Regions from separate parts of the Mus musculus genome. Here regions 1, 2 and 4 are each linked to region 3. The links are chromatin contacts, called in public Hi-C, HiCAR-type and promoter capture Hi-C maps. All regions are on one chromosome and are shown on one strand. The core of a region is the stretch at or near the end of the contact, and the rest is flanking DNA. Distances in the headings are between cores, read along the strand shown.

What was found. Promoter capture Hi-C pulls out the DNA fragments that hold promoters and counts their contacts. Hi-C and Micro-C count contacts between places; a contact is called where the count stands out from the background. HiCAR-type assays count read pairs that join an accessible place to other places.
Region 1: a contact with region 3 is called in a promoter capture Hi-C map of pre-B cells. The contact joins the promoter of Pdlim1 here to the promoter of Noc3l in region 3. A contact is called at or near these places in 4 of 39 promoter capture datasets (the 3T3-L1 cell line, cranial neural crest, embryonic stem cells and 1 more), 6 of 115 datasets of contacts at active chromatin or transcription factors (embryonic stem cells, large pre-B cells, pro-B cells and 1 more) and 1 of 9 other capture datasets (embryonic stem cells).
Region 2: a Hi-C map of cerebral cortex shows a contact between it and region 3, with 2.1 times the contacts expected there. The contact joins the enhancer-like site here to the promoter of Noc3l in region 3. A contact is called at or near these places in 3 of 39 promoter capture datasets (the 3T3-L1 cell line, hippocampal neurons and pre-B cells), 4 of 484 Hi-C or Micro-C datasets (cerebral cortex, cortical neurons and gonadal supporting cells) and 2 of 115 datasets of contacts at active chromatin or transcription factors (astrocytes and stem cell-derived neural progenitor cells).
Region 4: a contact with region 3 is called in a HiCAR-type map of astrocytes, with 4 times the contacts expected there. The contact joins the promoter of Tctn3 here to the promoter of Noc3l in region 3. A contact is called at or near these places in 3 of 39 promoter capture datasets (embryonic stem cells, hippocampal neurons and stem cell-derived epiblast-like cells) and 1 of 115 datasets of contacts at active chromatin or transcription factors (astrocytes).

What each region holds. Positions count from the first base shown.
Region 1 is chr19:40,270,349-40,273,048 of GRCm38.p6, forward strand. It overlaps Pdlim1 (PDZ and LIM domain 1 (elfin)), which reads right to left and starts at 1,268. Exons shown (of 7, transcript NM_016861.4): 1 at 998-1,268. The coding sequence starts at 1,093. Gm41845 (a long non-coding RNA gene) reads left to right here and starts at 1,218. Exons shown (of 3, transcript XR_877853.2): 1 at 1,218-1,432.
Region 2 is chr19:40,223,980-40,226,679 of GRCm38.p6, forward strand. All of the region lies in intron 5 of Pdlim1 (PDZ and LIM domain 1 (elfin)), which reads right to left. Among named protein-coding and RNA genes, the nearest start is that of Cyp2c70, 38 kb to the left of the region's middle. Within about 2 kb of position 1,387, at least 5 of the 459 cell types and tissues checked have an H3K27ac peak or open chromatin away from gene starts, as enhancers often do. A contact at or near this core is called in cerebral cortex, where this site is marked.
Region 3 is chr19:38,817,924-38,820,623 of GRCm38.p6, forward strand. It overlaps Noc3l (NOC3 like DNA replication regulator), which reads right to left and starts at 1,314. Exons shown (of 21, transcript NM_021315.2): 1 at 1,170-1,314; 2 at 15-222. The coding sequence starts at 1,178.
Region 4 is chr19:40,610,782-40,613,481 of GRCm38.p6, forward strand. Tctn3 (tectonic family member 3) reads right to left here and starts at 1,450. Exons shown (of 14, transcript NM_026260.3): 1 at 1,144-1,450; 2 at 870-993; 3 at 513-631. The coding sequence starts at 1,363. It also overlaps a transcript of Entpd1 not described here.

The sequences.
Region 1 (2,700 bases), core at 18-2,517, 1.5 Mb after region 3:
CCTGAGGTTTTTCTATCTCCTTAATTAAAAGATATTTAGTAACACCCCCGGGGCCCAGCGGAGTCACGCGCGCGCGCGCGCGCGCGCACACACGCACACACACACACACACACCTATATGAAAGGACTAAAAATCTAAAGTATTGACTCTCAGTGGGACATATTCCTTGTGTTTGGCCCAAATCACATAGCCAAAGTGTGGACTTCCAAATACCGAGCCTGAGTCTAACAGGGGGTTGCATTTCAATTACGGGCCACGGGTCTAGCAGTCTGCGATTGAGCCACCCGCCCTCCCACAGATAAGACCCAACCAAGAAGTTTTCAATCATCACCACCACACACCGTTAGTGCGCTTCCCCAAAAGGAAATGGCCTTATCGCGAATAACCTGGAGGGCAGAAAGGTGATCTAACCACCTTAGACAGGGAGAGACTACGGAGGTTTATCTGGGGTTATTTCCCAACTCCAGTGTTTCCTGTGAAAGGCTTTACAGAACCGAGAGCCAGCCACGGGTCATATCCGAAGAGTGTAAAATTGTTGTTTCGGTTGTTAGCTGAACGAATCCCATTCGCCTTCCAGGGAACTTTTCTGTACTCCATTCACCTTCCAGGACTTTCTATTGCTTCCGATTAGCTCTCCCCAACTCTTTCACTGTGAAGAGCAAGGAGTGTTAACTCTTGGCGCACAGGGTCTGCGGAGCCCCAGGTCTCCACGCCCAGGCACAAAGCTTGTCTGCTTGCCGCGCCGCGCCACGCTTCCGGGGCGCAGAAAGAAAACTGTCTTTGGCCTTGACTCAGCGCGCACCGAGCCCGCTTGCCCCGGAGCGCGGCGGTTGGGACGGGGTGGCAGATGGCACAGAGCGCTCGGCGAATGGCGCACCTGGATGCGCCCCACCGCGATCCCCTCGGAGCTCCAGTCACCCCGACCTCCATAGGGACGCAGCGCGCCGCCACCCTACGAAACCACCCCGTTCCCACGCGCGTCCCAAGACGCTCTTACCCGGGAAATGGCGAGAGGTTGTTCGAAGTCCTTGCCGCCCACGAGGCGGAAACCCCAGGGACCCGGGCCCTGGAGAACAATCTGCTGGGTGGTCATCGCTAGGCACAATCGGAAGGGACAGACAGGCAAGGCACAGAACTGCACGGCGCGCGGGGCTCCCGGAGCAGCTGTCGGAGAAAGAGCGCGCGGCGGGAGTTGGGAGATCCTGGGACGGGCGGGGTCGCGAGCGAGGGCGGGGACAGATCCGCCCCGGCCGCGTCGCTGCAGCCCCGCCCGGCCCGCGCCTCCACTCCCAGCGGGCCCGCAGGACCTCGCCAGACTCTAATCCGGGAGTTAGGCTCTTCAACTCCGCCCAGCAGCCCCGAACCTCCGCCCGCACCTCCTCCCGCCCTACCCACAGCCTTCTTGCTGCTCCCAACCCGGCATGAAAGCTAGGTGAGACCTAAGCCTTGTCCCCACCTACAGCAGACCTTACAAACCCACGCGTTGTGCTTTGCAAAAAGTCGAAAAGGATTGAGCGAGGTCAGAGCGGTTTACACTTTTGGAAACCGCAGAGCCGTTTAAGAGGCGCTTTCAAGTGATCTCACCTGACGCAATTAGGCGCTTTATCTCTAGTCCCATTTTAGAGATAAAGTCATTGAGGCTGCCCGAGATTATAAAGCACCCCTAAGGCTACGCAACAACTCGGGGTTGCTACTGAATCATTTTCCAGGCTCCTTGGGCCACCCTGGAAGCTTTCCAATGCTAATGGGACTATAACGGTTGGGGGGGGGGGTAGTCAGGGGGTTATAATTAGGCTCTACGAAGTTCCTAGAAACCTTTCCTCCTGGCTGGAGTTGAAATTGAAGGTAGGTGAATTCTGACGTTCCCAACAATTCCATCATGAAGTCCGGGGTGGACCAATGCCGGGAAAGCGGTGAATGGAAATTCCAGGGTTCAAAGCTCCCTATCAGTTTCTTCTGTGAGCTGCCCCCAAAATAAGTTCTCAAAACAGATTAAACCACAACTCATGCTGTCCACTGATGCTTCTTCACCCTGAGTAAAAATCCAACCCTTTAAATGCCTCTAAGGCCACTCCAAGAACGACTTGAATCTGCTGTAATCTGTCTCCAACTTTGACCACACTGGCCTCCTACTCAGAGCTTTGCCATCACGTGTATCCTTCCCCCAGATAACTCAAGGGTTTCTTGCAGATACCATCTTCTGGTTAAGGCCATTTCTGAGAGCCATTTAAACATCCCCTCTAGACCCCCTTTAACTTCCACTGCCTTAATTCTCTGCCCATCCCTGTGTAGTCTATAGTTTACTTATTAGTTTGTCCTACCCACATTCCTAAGCGCTAGTTTCAAGACCTGACGGGTTTTTATCTTGCAAACAGCTCACTGCGGTGTTCCCCGCCTAGAATAATCTCATGATGGATGTAATACATTAGCCAACCTTAGGACCACTGACCCCCTCGTGGTTTTCCTGGTTCCCATTCATTCGGGAAGCTGGACACAGGTTGAATGGATTTGTGAAAAGTGCAGCTCCTCGCGACCCCCCGCGGTCCTGGCCAATCTTTTGCGGGTCTCTGCACAGATTTACATATGAAAGGATCATCTTGTCCCTCACCCAACACAAAGGCCTGTGACGGCCAATGAATTGCTCATTTTTAGAAATCAAGGTCATTCCTGTTTTCTAGAACTTTTAAAACCCCTTCTTGG
Region 2 (2,700 bases), core at 137-2,636, 1.4 Mb after region 3:
AATGCTTGATTCACTTTTAGTAGGACCAGATATCCATCTGACAACCCATGAGATGGGACAAGATTCAGAGACCACCTATAAATGGACTTGGGGAAGGCTCAGCTAAGCCCTTACCTTGATGGGTCCATACCCCAAAGCCCAGGAGACCTTCTTTTTGGGTTGGTTTTGAGACAGGGTTTCTCTGTGTAGCCCTGGCTGTCCTGGAACTCACTCTGTAGACCAGGCTGGCCTCGAACTCAGAAATCCTCCTGCCTCTGCCTCCCGAGTGGTGGGATTAAAGGTGTGCGCCACCACGCCCAGCCCAGGAGACCTTCTTGCTTTCTATTGGAAGAAGTCAACTTTCCCAGTTTCTGCAATTGCAGCTTTTTTTTTATATTAAGTTGACTATTTATTAAAATGTTATATCAAAATGTGTTATGCTTAAATTTTTTGTTTTTGATGGTTCAGTGTTCAAAAGCACTGGTTGCTCTTCCGGACAATCCAGATTCAAATCCTAGCGTCCTCTCAGTGACTCACAGCTCTCTGTGGCTCCAGTTCTGGGGGGTCTGATACCGTCTTCTAGAATCCTCGGGTACCATGCACACACCAAAGCATAGAAATAAATGCAGGCAAAACACCCATGCACATAAGGTTTTTAATTACAAAAAAATTACATTCACTTAGTGTGTGTGTGTGTGTGTGTGTGTGTGTGTGTGTGTGTGTTTGTGTGTGTGTGAATGCTCACGCACACAGGTAGGTATGTGCATGCCATACTGTACTGAGGGAAGAAGAGTCAAAGGACAACTTGCAGAAGTTGGTTTTCTTCTACTGCTGTGTGGGTTCTGGGGTTCAAACTCAGGTTTGGCAGCAAGCCTCTTTGCCCAATGAGCCATCTCACCATTACTGAAATGTTTGGAATTGAGCAGAAGGCCTCACACATGCTAGGAAAGTACCCTACCGAGCTGAATTAAACTCCCAGCCAATTATTGAGGTTTTTATTAATGATCCCTGTGGTGTTTGGTTGGTTGGTTGGTTGGTTGGTTGGTTGGTTGGTTGGTTGGTTGAATGACTGATTTATTTATTTATTTATTTATTTATTTATTTATTTAACGGTCTCTACTTGTCACTATGGAACTCACTATGTAGAACTCACAGAGATCTGAATGCCTCTGGCTCCCACATGCTGGGATTGAAACTAAGTGCCACCACACAATCCCCTTTAGCTTTTTATCAAAGGCAAATACTACACCTCACCCAACCTCAGCCCTACGTGAAGGCATCTCAGAAGGGGTAGAGCAAGCAGCTGCTCCAGGCGTTCTGTCTCAAGCATAGCAAACAGGCTCCCTCAGTTTATGGCTGAAGGTGCTTGGCTGCCTGTCCTGCACACGTGGACAGTGTGGGCAGGCAAACCGACTACTGGGAGAACCAACTCAGCAAAGGGTGGGCTCTCAAATATGAGCTATCCTCTTCTCATAGATCTATCAGTCAACTGGAAAACCACCAGGAAATAAGAGAAAGTGCAGAATGGTAGAAGGAGAGAAGGCAGGGAGAGATGAAATTCCTCCTTGTTAGAAGCCACATCCTTTTCTGGAACTAAAAGGCTGAAACTGGGAGCACTAGAGCTGTGCTGAGGCAGCCCTCACTCTCAAGCCTACACTGCCACCTGCTGGCTGTGGGTTGTTTTCTCTCACTTGGAAAGCCAACCCTGGAAATTGCAATTCTCTTTCTTTATTACTGGTCTCCAAACACCTAGAAATAGCCCCCAAATATCTCCTCTTCCAGGAAACCCTTCGTCCCAAGTTTCCTTTGTCTGTTTCTGAAGAGGAATGAAAATCGGCTAATTAACATGCCGCTATTTTTCTATGCATTTCATTGACCAATAGTCTTCCGTGGCTCCACCATGCCCACAGAATCAAGGTCAAGGTCCTAACAACGACAGTTCTCTAGAACCTGACTCCAGGTCATCTGAGGATCCTGGAACCCTGACAGCAGCTGGCATGGACCTAGGGATTTGCTCACTATATCCCCAGGTTCTTCATCTGAGGACACCTCCAGCCAGCACTGTTTCCTCCATGTACGATGGTTCCACACATACCTCCACTCTTTCTAGCTATCCTTCTACTGACAGATGAATGGACAAACTTAAGGTGATATAGAGAGACAATGGGATATGATTATAGCTTTAAAGGGACAGGAAGGGGAACAATGTGGTGGTTCAGAGGGTAAGCCTGAGAATAATCCCCAGGCCCCCACATGGTGGAGAACCAAATTCCAGAAATTGTCCTCTGACTTCCATATGCCCACTGTGCACATGGGCACCCCAGAAACACATACACACACACATACACACACGTGTACACACACACACACACACACACGTACACACATACACACACACACATTCAATATATAAATAAACAAATGTGATTTAAAATTTTAAGGAAAGGAGGTCTGAGGTGTGCTACAACATACATAGAGTACTGAGTTTATAAGCCCATCAAAAAAAAGGGAAATTTTTCTTTCTTTGCTCTGTATGTTTAGTATTTTGATTAGTATGTGGTAGGGGAGGGGACTTTTTTCTTTTATGTGTATTTGGCAGTTAAAACAAGATGAAGGCTTCCTTTGCCTACAAATGTTACAATGGGTCCAGAGCAAGACAACACGAGAGAAAAGCAGAGGATGACCTGAATTCATAAGGACAACCTGCTCTGATGAAATTTT
Region 3 (2,700 bases), core at 64-2,563:
AACACTTTCGTTACCTGGCCGTTTGCTCTTTGGGTCCTCCAGCGGAATGGGTTTTTTAGACACAGCATCTTTTACAGCTTGCCTTAGTTTCCTCTGCTCTTTTCGGTACTTCTTGATGGTACTTTGTTGTTTAAATTGCTTATTTTTCAATTTGTTTTCAAGTTTCACTTTACTAGTTTTTATCAACTTGCGAAAGCTTGGGACCTGCTTTTTATTTCTTCTCTAGAAAACAACAACAGAAGAGACACTACAACTAAGAAATTCTGATTATTTTTAAAATCAGGTGAAGGAAAACTCTTTATAGATTAAATAAAGCAAATTTCAAAACTGTCTCACAACCACGGGTCCTGTGTAAGAACTAAAAACCAATGCACGGCAGTAAGCAATCCTACAGAATGGCACTAGAGCATCAGTTGCTCCACACGGGATTTCCCTGTGATCTGAATCTAGTCTCTCACGTGTGCAATCTGAAAGCAAAACATTATGAATCTCTTCTCTGTGGCAAACGGTCATTCAAGGCTAGTCTAACACTGGTACGGCAACACATTCAGAGCAAAATAATGGATGCCTTTAGCAACTGACATTCATTTGTCGGTTTATTATTTACAAAGCACTCACACTTCCCAACACCCTAAATAATAATAATCCTCACGTCATTCATAAAGAAGCGAAGGTTACAGAAGTTATTCCAGCGCTCTCGCTGGTAAGTGCTTTGTAATCCAAATCCCAAGGCTACTTCTAAATTCCCTCTCCATCTGGGAAAAATCACCAGCCTTCCTATCACCTTACACTTTAAGGAGGAAACAGGCTCTCTTCGGGTTCAGTGTCTCACAAAACAGGTTCAAGGAACTTTAGACTTGCTTCTCGTGTGTATAAGATTCGAGAGACAGTTTGGAAAACCCTTCAGTCTGACACCATTCGGTGGCAGGGCCCGGTGCTGGCCTCGCATCTGCAGCCTGAGGTCGTGCTTGGGCGTAGTGGGCGAGGAAGCAAAAGCCCCAGTAATGACCCAAAGTGGATGGAGCATAGATCGGCTAGGGAGCACCAAGTTAGGCCACCGCCCCCTATACCAGACTCAAAACCTAAGGGAAAGATAAGCCAGGCAGAGGGAGACCCTGTCAACCCAAGCAGCCACAACTCCCGGGGGCCGGGGTTCGGACAGCACTTACCGCCTTCATCCTTAGGCCTGCGAGGAGTACCACAGACAAGATCACTCGGACAGAGGAACACGCAGGAGCCGGGTGGAAAAGACACACGTGCACTGAGCGCAACCTTTCCCAAACCGGAAGACGCTTTCAGCCTCTCCCCCTTTCTGCCGCCGGAAACGGGAGGCGGGACTTCCTCTTCGGGCGGCGGTGCGTGCGCCCCCTGGTGGCTCTGGTCCCGGGCTCAGTCTCTCACGGACTGACCCTTGTGAGAATCGCTGAGGCTGAAGAGTGGGCGAGTGGGCGTCCCAGCTGAAGGACTCAAGCAGGTTCCCGCCCGGATTCCTTTTCAGTCCTGGAGAAGACAAAAGACGAGGGCTTGGCGGTTTTGATCGCCGGCGTCTTGTGGCTCCGCCTGTTGCGGGTACTTCGTCTTCTGGATCTTCTAGAGGGCAACCGCAGCTTCTTTATTGGAAGCCATCCCTCCACAGGCACTGGGGCTTTGAACCGAATGATGAAAGATCTCTCACCACCTTCCACCAACCGAAAGTCCACACTTAAGTTTAGGCGTGGTGGAGCACGTCTTTAATCCCAGCACTGGGAGGTAGAGGCAGGTGGATCACTGTGAGTTCGAGGCCCGGTCTACAGAGCCTAGTCTACCCAGTGTAGTCCCTGTCTAGAGAAAAAGTCTATGGTTTTACTGTGGAATCGTTTTTTCTTTGGGTTTAACCATTATATGATAAAGTACTATATTGGTGAGACTTGCAGAATTAGGATTCTGTTACCTTTTTGGTAAAGATACTATCTGACTGAATCGTTAACTCTTCCAGGAAGATTTAAGCATCGCAAGAATGTGTATTTTAAGTACTTGTCTCCCAAAGACCTTTTCCTAAATTAAAAAACAGAATAAAACACTGGGCAGGAGAAGTGGTTCAGTGTTTAAGAGTGCTTGCTGCTCCTCCAGAAAGTCCCGGATTCTATTCCCAGCACATCCATCTCTGAGGACCTCTTCTGACCTCCTCAGGCAGGCACTCACCCACACATATATACAAACAAAATAATAAATTATAAAAAACAATAAAAATAAAAAGTTAATCACAAAGATGAACTTGAGGCTATTAAAGGTTTTTTAAAAAAAAAAAGAAAGAAAGAAAGAAAGAAAGGAAGAAAGAAAAAGAAAAAGAGACGCCGTTGTTATTTGACTGACCCTCAACTCAATATGCTCCTGTCTCAGTTTCCCAAGTACTAATTATAGAGTCACCATGCCCAGGGTTAAGTATATCGTTCTTGAGCACAGCCCTGACATTGTTGGCCTCACAGTTCTGAGCTGGTGAGATAAGCCAGAAGAAACCCAGGGGCCACTGAGATCATGAACAGTGGTAATCTTACAAAGACTAGTCCTTTCTGCTTTTCACCTCAGAGAAAAATGCCTTCTATCTGGCATCGTCTTTCCACCTCCCTTCTAACTTTCTCCCTGTTCTCTCTCCTTCCACACCCTGTCTTGGAAACAGCAGAGCCTGTCTCACTGTTAGATTACTTCATCACACTAATTGGA
Region 4 (2,700 bases), core at 200-2,699, 1.8 Mb after region 3:
TACAAATTCTTAAGGAATGACTTAGGACAACGAGTGTCTTAGAACTAACTTCTGAGGATGGGCTCACTTGGGCAGATGACAGAAGATTCTTAGAAGAGCTAAGATGTTCGCAATGAATGGAGAAAAGAGGGCCACTTGAGTCAAGGGGGAAAGCAGATAAAAGTTAGGAAAAATTTAAGGCACAGCTTGAGGACAAAGGACATGAATTCGTCCAAAACAAAAGGGCAGAATAAAATCATGAGAGAAAAGTTTTCGGACAAAGAAAGAGAAAGAAGGACACAAAGAAAGAAATCAATGCAGATTGCCAGGCTAAAGGTGCTGAGCAGTAGTTTAAAGGTGGTAGAGTCTCATGAAATTACTAATGTTCTTATTAACTAAAAGTAAGAGGGTAGTGGTAAGAGGGGTGAGCGACAGGGAATCTAAAAGAAATAAGAGAGCTGGGAATCCCAAAGACAAAGTCACATCTCAATAAACATTCAATGATAAGAGCTGTCAAACTCGTTTCTACTCACAGTTGTTCACACGGACACAAAACTGTGTCGTTCCACTGGAGTCCGTGAAAACTCTGGAAGGGAACGGGGAGTTGCTCCTGAACATAAGAGAGTTGTCCACACATACCCAACTTGAAGATCTGTGAGGAAAGGTGAAGATACTTAAGAGAGAGACATGGAGTACATCTAGGGAAGGGGGCCTTACCCCACCAATGTCTGATGCCAATAAGAGGGGTCTCTGGGCAGAGGTGCAACACTCAGGTTTTGTTTTACTGGATGGCTCAGCATTCCCAGGAAAGCCCAAGGGGACATCCGACCGGGAGACAGCGGGTAGGAAACTCACTCTTACTCCTCCACCGGAGGAGCACCGCAGCTCACCTTACACTACCAGGAAGACAGAAGGAAAAGACTGTTCTGGGATGGAGAAGATCGCAGTCCTTGTCACAGCAGCAGTTTAAATCGCAGGTACCCGGAGTCAAGTCACAGACACAGATCGGTAAAGCTGTAAGTACAAGAAGAAAAGCGAGATGAAGCTCCCCCAAAGTTTTCCCGCGCGGACAGCCCCAGTGCCAGCTACGTGGCAGGGCAATTTTGTCTACACAATTTTAGATCTGAGAAGTCAGTATTTCCATCCCGTATCCCGCCGCATCACCTGGAAAGGGGTCGGTGGTCGCGTTCACGGGCATCGATAGAGTCCAGGGAGTCGGACTCTCAGACGAATCCGGAGGAGCTGAGGTTGGCACTTCGGGCGTCACTGGCTCCAGGCCCCAGGAGGTGGGGAAAGCCCGGGCTGTGGAGGAGGGCTGCGGTCGGGCGGTCTCAGAAAGCATCAGGACCACCAGCAGCAGCAGGTGCAGCTGCAGGGTGCACATAAGGCAGCCTGGCCGCAGAGCGGTGCGACAGGAGCCTGGGTCTCCAGATACGTCCCAGGAGCCCTGGGAAGAAGAGTCGCGTACTTCGTCATCAGCTTCCGTCTGCGCATTGGCTCAGGCGGGAGCCGGGTGCTCTTCAGCCAATGGAAGGCCGTGTTGTTACGACCCTGAGCGTCCTTCATGCTGCTCTCCTCCTTAGCGGCGCGTGGTTCCCGTTACCTGGCAACCGCTGGGAGCCTCGGGGGCGAAGGCGTCTTTGCCTGATCCCGCCGCTAGATGGCAGCTGGCAGAGGGTTGGCGCGCTTTACGGACCTGGAAGAATTGGATGAAGTCATCACTGAGAGGAAGACCAAGAGGCACAAACTGAGATCTTACCAAGGTAAGAGGCCCTTTCTCTGGAAACACCATGAACTCAAGGAGAAAAACATAGAAAGTCACATCCCTTACGTGTGCCGGGAAACTGAGTACCTGATCACAAAGTTTAGGCCAAACTGGCTACTGAGTGAGACTCTGATCCCTAAAACAAAGACAAATGAACAAAGTCCCAATGATGGCATGAGAGATGGCTCAGCTTCTAAGAATATTTGTTTTTGTTTTTGTTTTTTTCAAAGAACTGGGGTTCGCTTCCCAGAACCCACAAGGTGTCTCACAACCATCCGCTGCTCCAGTTCCAGGAGATCCATTGCCTGTGCCATCTTCTGGCCTCAGTGGGCGCCATCTGACACCCGCAGGTGCAAAGACTCAAGCAGGCAAAACACTCCTCTGCATAAAATCTAAAATAAAATTTAAAAATGTCTCCACTTTAATTACTATGGTATTTTTTAAAAAGCATAATAAAACAATGCTTATTTCAACTCCACGAGTTTCTTTATTCCCCGCTCCCTGTCGCCTAGTCACAGTTTCATGTAGCCCAGGCTGACCCTCAAACTCAAGATGTGGTCAAAGATGGCTGAATTTCTGAACCTCCTGGGTCTGGAATTTTAGTCATATAGGCCACCTTCATGCACTCCTGCCAAACACTCTATCAAGTTAAATTTTATTTTATTTTTTAAAAAGTGTTAGTTAGTGCATTATATCAATAAATGTGATCTGTATATTTGTTGCTGGAAAGGGTAGTAAGGGAAGAGGTTCAGGACAAGAAAACAGGATGGAGAAGAGTATGAGGACTTAGAGAAAGTTACAATTTAGAAACATTTTCTGAGGAGAAAGTAAAGATACAGAGATGGAAATAGCCAAGGAACCAAGAAGCAAGCTAGCTGATTGCTCTTTTACGGTTTTATCATTAAGTTCTGAAACACTCTCTAGTATGTGCTTGCTCTTCTCAGGAGTGGCGTGGC